Regions from separate parts of the Mus musculus genome. Here regions 1 and 3 are each linked to region 2. The links are chromatin contacts, called in public HiChIP or PLAC-seq maps. All regions are on one chromosome and are shown on one strand. The core of a region is the stretch at or near the end of the contact, and the rest is flanking DNA. Distances in the headings are between cores, read along the strand shown.

Evidence for each region. HiChIP or PLAC-seq counts read pairs in DNA pulled down with a chosen protein or histone mark.
Region 1: a contact with region 2 is called in an H3K27ac HiChIP or PLAC-seq map of double positive thymocytes, with 8 times the contacts expected there. The contact joins two enhancer-like sites. A contact is called at or near these places in 4 of 484 Hi-C or Micro-C datasets (CD8 central memory T cells, cortical neurons, forebrain and 1 more) and 9 of 115 datasets of contacts at active chromatin or transcription factors (astrocytes, double positive thymocytes, effector CD8 T cells and 6 more).
Region 3: a contact with region 2 is called in an H3K27ac HiChIP or PLAC-seq map of double positive thymocytes, with 7 times the contacts expected there. The contact joins two enhancer-like sites. A contact is called at or near these places in 7 of 115 datasets of contacts at active chromatin or transcription factors (T-cell acute lymphoblastic leukemia, astrocytes, double positive thymocytes and 4 more).

What each region holds. Positions count from the first base shown.
Region 1 is chr12:107,182,184-107,184,984 of GRCm38.p6, forward strand. No RefSeq gene overlaps it. Among named protein-coding and RNA genes, the nearest start is that of Gm52008, 73 kb to the left of the region's middle. Within about 2 kb of position 1,313, at least 39 of the 459 cell types and tissues checked have an H3K27ac peak or open chromatin away from gene starts, as enhancers often do. A contact at or near this core is called in CD8 central memory T cells, double positive thymocytes, effector CD8 T cells and 1 more, where this site is marked.
Region 2 is chr12:107,924,867-107,927,873 of GRCm38.p6, forward strand. The region is part of intron 3 of Bcl11b (B cell leukemia/lymphoma 11B); the gene reads right to left. Among named protein-coding and RNA genes, the nearest start is that of Bcl11b, 77 kb to the right of the region's middle. Within about 2 kb of position 1,360, at least 26 of the 459 cell types and tissues checked have an H3K27ac peak or open chromatin away from gene starts, as enhancers often do. A contact at or near this core is called in CD8 central memory T cells, double positive thymocytes, effector CD8 T cells and 1 more, where this site is marked.
Region 3 is chr12:107,232,736-107,235,540 of GRCm38.p6, forward strand. No RefSeq gene overlaps it. Among named protein-coding and RNA genes, the nearest start is that of Gm52008, 120 kb to the left of the region's middle. Within about 2 kb of position 1,401, at least 7 of the 459 cell types and tissues checked have an H3K27ac peak or open chromatin away from gene starts, as enhancers often do. A contact at or near this core is called in double positive thymocytes, where this site is marked.

The DNA.
Region 1 (2,801 bases), core at 63-2,562, 740 kb before region 2:
AAGGAGACCGAACAGAAACTCGAAACAAGGTGAGCTGGCTGCTGCGTCCTGGCCTGGAGGAAGCCGTGGGCCGCAAGCTTGAGACCTAGGGCTAGAGGCCTGGCCAGCACCTTTGATGGGGCCAGCCATGGGCCTGGCTCAGCAGTTCCTCCCCACTCACCTCGGAACCAACGAAGCGCGGGTTGGATTTCGTGAGAAGTGTGTGAACACCCAGCTCAAAGTGAAAGAGCAGGCCGAGAGATTCACACAGCCTGAAACCAAACCGGGAAACAAAGGCACAGACTATGTATGCCCGCCAGCTCTCCCACCCGCTTGCCCTGCCTGCTATCCACGACCACCCTCCAGCTAACCTTGAATCTAGATGTCCCGAAAGGCAGGATGGGGCACTGCAAGCAACACTGGGTTCCTAGAACTGGCTAGAATTCTAGATCTATCTTTTCGTGCCTTACATCTTGGGATTAGTGGTAGTACATCTCTGAGCTTCTTGATGAGGCTGCTAATCGCAATGTCAGTGTGTGAGAAAATGGCTGTCCCCTCTATGTTCCCAAGCATCCTTTAACTCTCCTCAGGGTCAATTTTAACCCTTCGTCTGACAATAACATTGAAACGTCTGTCTCTTCATTTCTTTCACTTTGCCTTTTTTTTTTTTTCCGGAAACAGAATTTCTCTAGGTAATTCAAATTTGCATTGAATTTACAATCCTGTCTTCCCGGCACCAGGGCTGTGTGATAGGCAAGTCTGGCCACGCACAGTTTGGTACCTTCAATTTTCCAAAAGCTCTGTTGAGATATTTCACAGGTTCTAAGACTCACTATTGCCAAGTATGCTCACTTCGGGTTTTAGGGAGGAAAGCAGATGCAGGAAGAGGCAGAGATCCTATGCTGGGCCTCAGGGATGAAGAACCATCTCTGGGGTCACACCCCTCCGTTACAGGCACATAGCTCACCAGTGTGTGTGTGTGTGTGTGTGTGTGTGTGTGTGTGTGTGTGTGTGTAAATCAGCAAAACTTTAATATTTCCCAAAGCTCACGGAGGGAAACCTTCAGCTTTCCCTTGCCCTAAGCATTTGCAATGAAACCCCTGACTCCGTTTCCCAGGACGCAGGCGACCTCCAAGGATGCCACCCACTTGTCACTTCTGCTTTTTGCTTTGTTTTTGGCCGCTTCATATGTGCAGACAATATGTTGTGATTGTATTTGCCCCATCACCCTCTCAAAGCCGCCCACCCCCTTTCCCTCTCAACCCCTCCCTGGAGGCTACACCATTAGACAAATGAGAGCCTCTCTTATAGCACCAATCAGCAGCCTTCGGCTTCTCAGGAAGGGGCGGGGCTCCAACACTGTGCTAAGTCGAAGGACCCAACCTGTGCAGGGGTCCTTAGCTGCTGCGCACACATGGTGCAAAGATTACACTGTATCCAAACAGCCGCATTTTCTCACAACGCTCTTCTCTGTCCTCCTGCTCTTTCCCTTCTGTGCCATTTTCTGGGCTTTGAGGTAAGAAGCGGCTTCAGGTAAATGAGCGACGCGTGTTCCAATCCTTGGAGCCTCTCTCTGCCTTGCCCAGCTTGACTACGTTCTCTTTCACGGGTCTCATCCCTCTCCCCACGTGTCTGACTCCTTCCTTTGCTCCTGGACCCCAATGAAACCTAGCCGCCTCAGAGTCCCTCGGGCTGCGAGCTGTGAGCGATTTGGTGATCTCTAGCCCCTCTCAAAGCGCCCAACTCCCCCTGAATCTTCAGAAGGATTTCTGCCTTCATGTTCCCTCCACCAATCCCCTCAGCAGAATATGAACCCCAGGAATGAGATGAACCGGGTCCTTCTTCCCCCTCTGCCTGAGAGAGAGGGGCCCTGAGAGTTTGTACGATGGAGATGATGCATAGTCTCTTCTCGGTTCTGAGTCCTTTATCCCACGTTCCCTGGTGATGTACCCCAAATACCTCTGAGCTTCTCTCCGCTTCCCTGAAAGCTGGGGAGGCACCTTGCTTGGGACAGTACACATGGTCATCAGGTACTGACAGCTGGTTGCCTGTCAGTTGAAAAATCATCCATCTGCCTTCCTCTTCCCTTTTCAGGACACTGAGAGATGGTCTGAGATGTAAAATTAGCCCTGTAACAAGAGATGAGTCTTCCTAAAAGTCAGATGATCATGCCAGAACCCTTTGACTGGGGACCAATGGAAACGGTCCATGACCCCAGTGTAGCCTGTGGGCCCTTGTCACTGTGGCAACAGTAGGGGAAAATATCATTCAGGTCTTATTGTTAGTCTCCTTGCAAATTGTCTGAACAACTTTTTATATTGTCTTAGAAACGTGCAGTGCTGTGTGCTTGTGTTCTTTGTTCTTGACTCTTTCCTTTTTAGCACTCAAAGGAAGCCTACTCGAAACAAACTGAGGGCAATCTGCCAGTTTCTCTAACCCTGAAAGAAGAGAGACAGAAAACACACACACACACACACACACACACACACAGAGAGAGAGAGAGAGAGAGAGAGAGTCAGGCAGGCAGGCATGGTTAAAAGGCAGGCAGCCGCTTTCCCCAGTCCTATCTCTGTGCATCAGAGATGCAGGTGAGGAACCAGGGCTGTAGATAGATGTTCATGGTCCCTCTGGATCTGTAGAAGTCATTGAGAAACAAGCCTGGGGTCAGCTGCAAAGATGAGAGCATGGCTCTGGGCGGGCTCCATCCTCAGGACCAAGCTGCACCAAGTACAGGAAGCTGGTTCTGAAATCAGTGGTCTCGTCTCCTCGAGGATGAGCTGGGAACTCCCTCTCTTCTGAGCATGCCTGGTTGGTCACAGTTG
Region 2 (3,007 bases), core at 110-2,609:
TCTGTGCTTACCGCCTTCACCACAGTGGCAAACCAATTGCCATAGTCCCCTAAACAGACACATCTTACTGGAAATGTCAGTGACTCTTGCTTCCCTCACCTCCAGGAGCTCACAGTCTGGGGTATGCACATGGTGTCCAGTTAAGCATTAGACCCAGAATACTGTCAGGCTGACCCAAATTGACTAAGTGGACTTCAGAAATACCAAGGGAAGAAGCAGAAAGATTAGGGGTGGGTCTAGAGGCTGTAGTCAAGCCAAACATGAAAGAACCAGAGGTGCTGAGGTGAGGAGAGAGACAGAGTCCAGCAAGGCAGAGGCAGGCCGCCTGCAAGGGAGACTTTCTGAACGCACCTAGATGCAGGGCAGGTAGCCATGATGGAAGACACAGCTCTGCCTGCTGTGGGAGAGGCATGCAGAAGATGCCACAGCCACCCCACAGAATCCAGCTTTGCATTCCAGAGCCTTGGGTGGAGGGCTGGCCCTGCCCACCCACTCTGCCTCCCGAACTAAACTAAATGCTGAACATTAAGAATCGGTCTGTTCCCAGGAGTTCTGTCTCCAAGGTCACACCATGTCTGGGAAGGAAAACTGTTCCTTCACGCAAATGCTCGCAGCAACTTCCCAGTACCCTTTATCCTTGTGTGGCCACCTGCCTCGCTCTCTACACTGCAGAGACTGATGAAGCACTGTGAGCCAGGGCCATGGAGCAGGAGAAGGGCTGCTTTCACGGAACCACAGTCAGCAAGACATCGGTGATTACGTGATTTCCAGCGAGGGTTCAAGTATCGAGTCCATAAGAAAGGTGAGTCCTAGCAACTTGGGAGCCCTAGGGAAGGCCCTCTGAGAACACCCTAATGCTGACTTTAGGAAGGAAAGCAAGGACAGGCTGGTAGAAGAAAGGAGTCCAACGCATGGAGATGGGACCCTCAATGCAGAGGGGAAACCCTGGAGGCGGAACTTGAAAACAGGTTTGGAGCCTGTCTGGGGAAGGACAGAAAATGTGTGTTAAAGAAAATAACTTAGCTGAATATAAAACAAATTCCAATTTCTACAAAAATAAAGAAAGAAAAAGAAAAAGAAAAAGAATTTCAAGCCCATTCAAGACAAGAACTGATTTGTCTAGCAAAAATCTCACTACAGCAAAGGATGCAGGTAAAGAAAATCCATGGAGTTTCCAACTGGATGATCTGCCACCACCACCACCACCAACAATTTCACAAATGTCAAAAGCACAATAAAAACAAACACCAATCCGTGAAGGCCTGTAACGTAGGAGGTAGCCCTCTATCCGCCTCTCAAGCAGGTTGGTTATGGCAACAAGCCTCTCATTTGACAGCTGAGAACTGTGAACCCACAGCTTCAGGGCCAGGGTGGTCTAAGCAAAGTGAAAGAGAAGTTCGGGTGCAGACGCCATGCGCCCCATGGGTCCCAACACAGCCTTCTTTCAACCGTTCAATTTTGTGGTCAGACCAGGTGTGCAAGGTCAGGCTGGGAGAAACAGCCACCCAGCCCCGAAACAAAGAGAAATTGCTGACCGAGGGGCTGATCCGAGGAGGGTGAGAACAGAGGGGTTTGTCACAGAGAGTGGGGGAGGACAGGGCAAAGGGCACAGGTGATCTTACAAATGACGACGGTTCCCCCGGAGTGTCTACAACTACAGTTGGTCACCCTCAGAACCCTGGCCTCCCACGAAACCTTCACATTCATGGAAGATCACCTAAGGTTTCTACATAGTCAGACCCCGGGCAACCTGCGTGTCGCAGGCCTCTCTGAACCACATGTCTCCAGTGGGCTTTTCTTCATGCGTGTGGGGGTATGCACACACGTTCTTGTATAAGCAGGTGCAAGTGTGTAGTGAGGTACTCAAAGTCTGTCAGTGCAGAGGCCAGAGGACGAGCCATGATGGTTCCTCGGGAGCCAGCCATCTTGGATTCAGGTTGTTTCCTTTGGAGACAGGGCCTCTCACTGGCCTAGATTTTACCGAACAGGCCCAAGTGGCTCACCAGAGCACTCCAGGGACCACCTGTCTCGATCTCCTCAGCCCTGAGATCACAGGTTCATGCCACCGTGCCTGGCATTTTTTGGTTTTGTTTTTTGTTTGTTTGTTTGTTTTTTGTTTTTTAACATAGGTTCTAGAAATCAACGGCAGGTCCTCAGGCTTGTGAGCAAGAGCTCTACCAACTGTGCCGTCTCCCCAGGCCCCTCCTGGGAGATCTGAGGTGCTGATGGACAAACTCACCAGAGTGGCTGTGTCGTTCCGTGCCACCCCGACCCGGCGTGGGTTTCGAGAATGTGCCAGAAACAGATAAATCATACTCATCATTTAGTGGCCAAAATGTAGTGAACTCAGGAAGCGAATGGAAAAGGCAGGGACAGCCCTGTAGGTGTGTGGGAGCCTCCACGTCTGCACCCCGTTCTCTCACACGGCAAGTGAACCTCACCCCATGCGGCTTTCTATCCTTCTAGGAGACACAGGATGTTCTTATGTGTCATGGCTTCCTTCCCAGGAAACTCTCCATCCTTCCTTCCTTTCCTTAAACCCACAAAAATCTCCACTTTCTACCCCAAGAAGTATGGCCAGGGCAGTAAATCTCGTTTTAATGGAGTGTACGTTTAGCTGTGAGGAGATAATTGGCGTTATGGAGAGCCTCAACGCCGAGTTATATAGGTTAGCTAATGCAGAGGGGACTCATTACCGACACACTACAAACAAGTCGTAATATATGTATATTGTTCTGAGTGGTGTTATAGCGAAAGTGCTCCGGTCCACGGGGATTGATAAAGCGCGAGAAAACAGCAGATACGCACTTGTAAATTTGTCTCATTTGTCTCTGAAGTTAAAGGTTATTCCCTTGTTCTGAATTTGTAATAAAAACATGCTAGCCCAGGGTTTGTGGAGAATGTTTGAATATTTAAATTGTGTATAATGATAGGCAATTATAGGGTAAAAACTGGACCTTGTGAATGGGGGGGCACGGTGTGGATCACAGAGTGCTCCCCCACAAGC
Region 3 (2,805 bases), core at 151-2,650, 690 kb before region 2:
CTTCCCTAGTCTGGTGAAGCCGCCTTTTAGGTCATGACAACACTGCATGACAAAAGTCCAGCAAATGTTCTCTGGGTAAGGACTTCCCAGTGACTCTTTGACTAGTGCCACAGACCCTGCTTAGTCAGGTGGTATCTGCACATCTGGGTTCTTCTGCCAGGTCAGAATGTGACCTAGGACGCTGGTAACATTCCATGCTGATAGTTCGCAGTCTGACAGGAGGGCTTCCCAGCTTTCTGTGTGAGCTCTCCAACATGTCCTCATCTGATCCTAGCGACATCCTTGGGGAATGTTCAGAAAGGCCAAAGCTATTTATCTGAAATCCTGAAATCCAGAAGGTTCGGAAAGCTGGATGTTCATCCATACATCTGGTGCAAACTCCTGGGGCCTCAGAATCAGAGAGGAGCAAATGGCGTGTTATTTATAATCTCTCTTTATCCCTCAGACTGGAAGCAAGTATGGGTGTGGGGGTGGAGATATTAATGAGTTTCACTTGGGGGTGATCATGGCAGCACACAGTATAGTAATGTTCATAGCTTGCCTGTATTAGTTATAGATCGCAGGGGTAGCAGTCCCTCCTCCCCAGTGCATAATGGCTTAAATCTACATACATTGAGTAGTCTGTCTTGCATAGGTAATCTGAGCCTGTTCCAGCTGGGTCCTCTGCCTAGGGATCCCTTAAGAGTCTGAAGTCAAGCATGGGGTGTTCGGCCTGTGTATCTCTAGGTGACCATACAGTCGCAAGCACAAGCCCAGGACAACACCTCCCAATATTGTTGGAGCAGTTGTCAGGATTCCCAGTGGCTATTGAGCCAATGGTCTCTATGGCTTACTTGTTGGCCAGAGACTAACCTCATGATTTTCTAGTTGATTCTATCTATCACAACCAACATGGATGAAGGAGCAAAGGGAAATATCAACGAAATGGAAGCTATCGTCTTCTTAACCAGGTCATGTGACATCCTCTGAGCTTTCTCTTATTCCTTATTGGCTGAGAGCTAGTAGATATTGCTCATATCCAAAGTGAGAGGTTTCAAGAGGCACAAACAACGGAAGGCTTTGGGGTCGTGCTAGAAGCTGCCAGCTGTATGATAATTTCAAATCTGGGCCCTCTCATGCTCTGATAGACAAATATTATTACCCTTGATGCACAAGAAAGTGGGGGTGAGTCCTGTGCTGTCAATATTTTCAATATTTTCATCTTCTGAGTCTCAATATCATAACTACTTGGCCTCAAGACCTCCTATCCACACATTCTTCTCCATGATGACCTCCCTCTTGATCCATCTTCCGAGTAGTCTGTGGTCGTCTAGGAGAAGAGACTTCTCTGAACCCTCATAAGCTGGGTGACCCTGGACCAGACACACAAGATGACGCTACCCTCAAGAGTATGTGGTCTGTTCATGTCAGGATATCACATGACCTTCCAGAACCTGCAGCCTACACACAGACTGCCTCAGCAGGCTTGAAATAGGTCAAAAGCCGGGCCGGAAAGGAAACAGAGTGACATTGGGGTTCTCCATGGCTTTCCCAGAATCCCCGGGAAGAGAGTTCAAGTACAGGACTGCCGTTAGGAGTCCAGTGAGAGCACCTCACAAACACAGAAGAGTGTTCTGAGCATAAAGGTTTTCATGCCACAGAAAGGGCTGTATACATAACAAAAACAGATTGGCAGGTGGTAAAGCTCTAGAAATTACATAGGCCAATGTTAATATGAGTAGAAGCTAGTGGGTTCTAAGACAGGCAAACACAATATTTAATAAGTGGATAAAAGGAATAAATTGTTTCCTTCGATACAGTCTCACAGAGATGCTAGCAAGTGAGGCAGATGAGGAGGTGGTGAGTGTTGCACTCACCACCCAGGGCTGGGCAGGTGTCAAGGGTGAAGGCAGGAGGGTGGGAGACTAGATAACAGCATGTTTCTTCCATGATACCCCGGAGAACCTTTAGGGCCATGCTTATCCTGGTAAACTATAATGGATGGAAAAAAAGTGAAGAAATAACAGAACTAAGGGTAGAGTGGGTGACACTCATCTGACTGGGATCTAAAGACCTGGCTGAGATTCACCAGCAAGGGCCCGAGATCCATGCCGGAGCTGAAATTATTGCTGTTTCTGAGAGTAAGGACTTCGTGATTCAGATTGTGTCGCCCGCATCACCACCTGGCCTCAATTTCCATACTCATACTCTGCGAGGACGAAGTGAGAATCTCCGAGGACCATTTCAATCCTGCAGAGGCTGAGCTGCTGGGGCTCATTTTCATAAGAGATTCCAAGGCTGGAGTTCACTCTGGCTGCCAATTAAGTGTTGTGTCACACATGCGTATGAGGTCACCTTGCTGACCTAAACAAGGGGACATGGGGGGACACATCAGCTCTGCCTGTGATAAAGGTCCACCACTTAATTGCCAGGATCCTTGTACTCTTGGGTCTGGTTCTTCCTTACGCATAGAAACCTTTCATTCCCCTCTGTCATTGCATTAAAACTAAGTGTTCTTCTGGGACTCTCTCTCTCTCTCTCTCTCTCTCTCTCTCTCTCTCTCTCTCCATCTCTCTGTCTTTTTCTCTGTGTTTCTGTCTCCCTCTGTCTCTCTCTCTTTCTCTCCATCAAAGGATGAGCTCTAACCTCAACACCTGTCATGTATATCTTGTTTCCCCCCTCCCTTTCTCACAAAAGAGCCTCCTGTTGTTTTTTGGACTGTATCTGAGCTGCTCACACAAACTCAAAATATGGATTATCCCTGACTGATGGCCCACACCAAATTTGTGTGTGATTCATTAGCCTTGTGTGAAAATATACACCCCA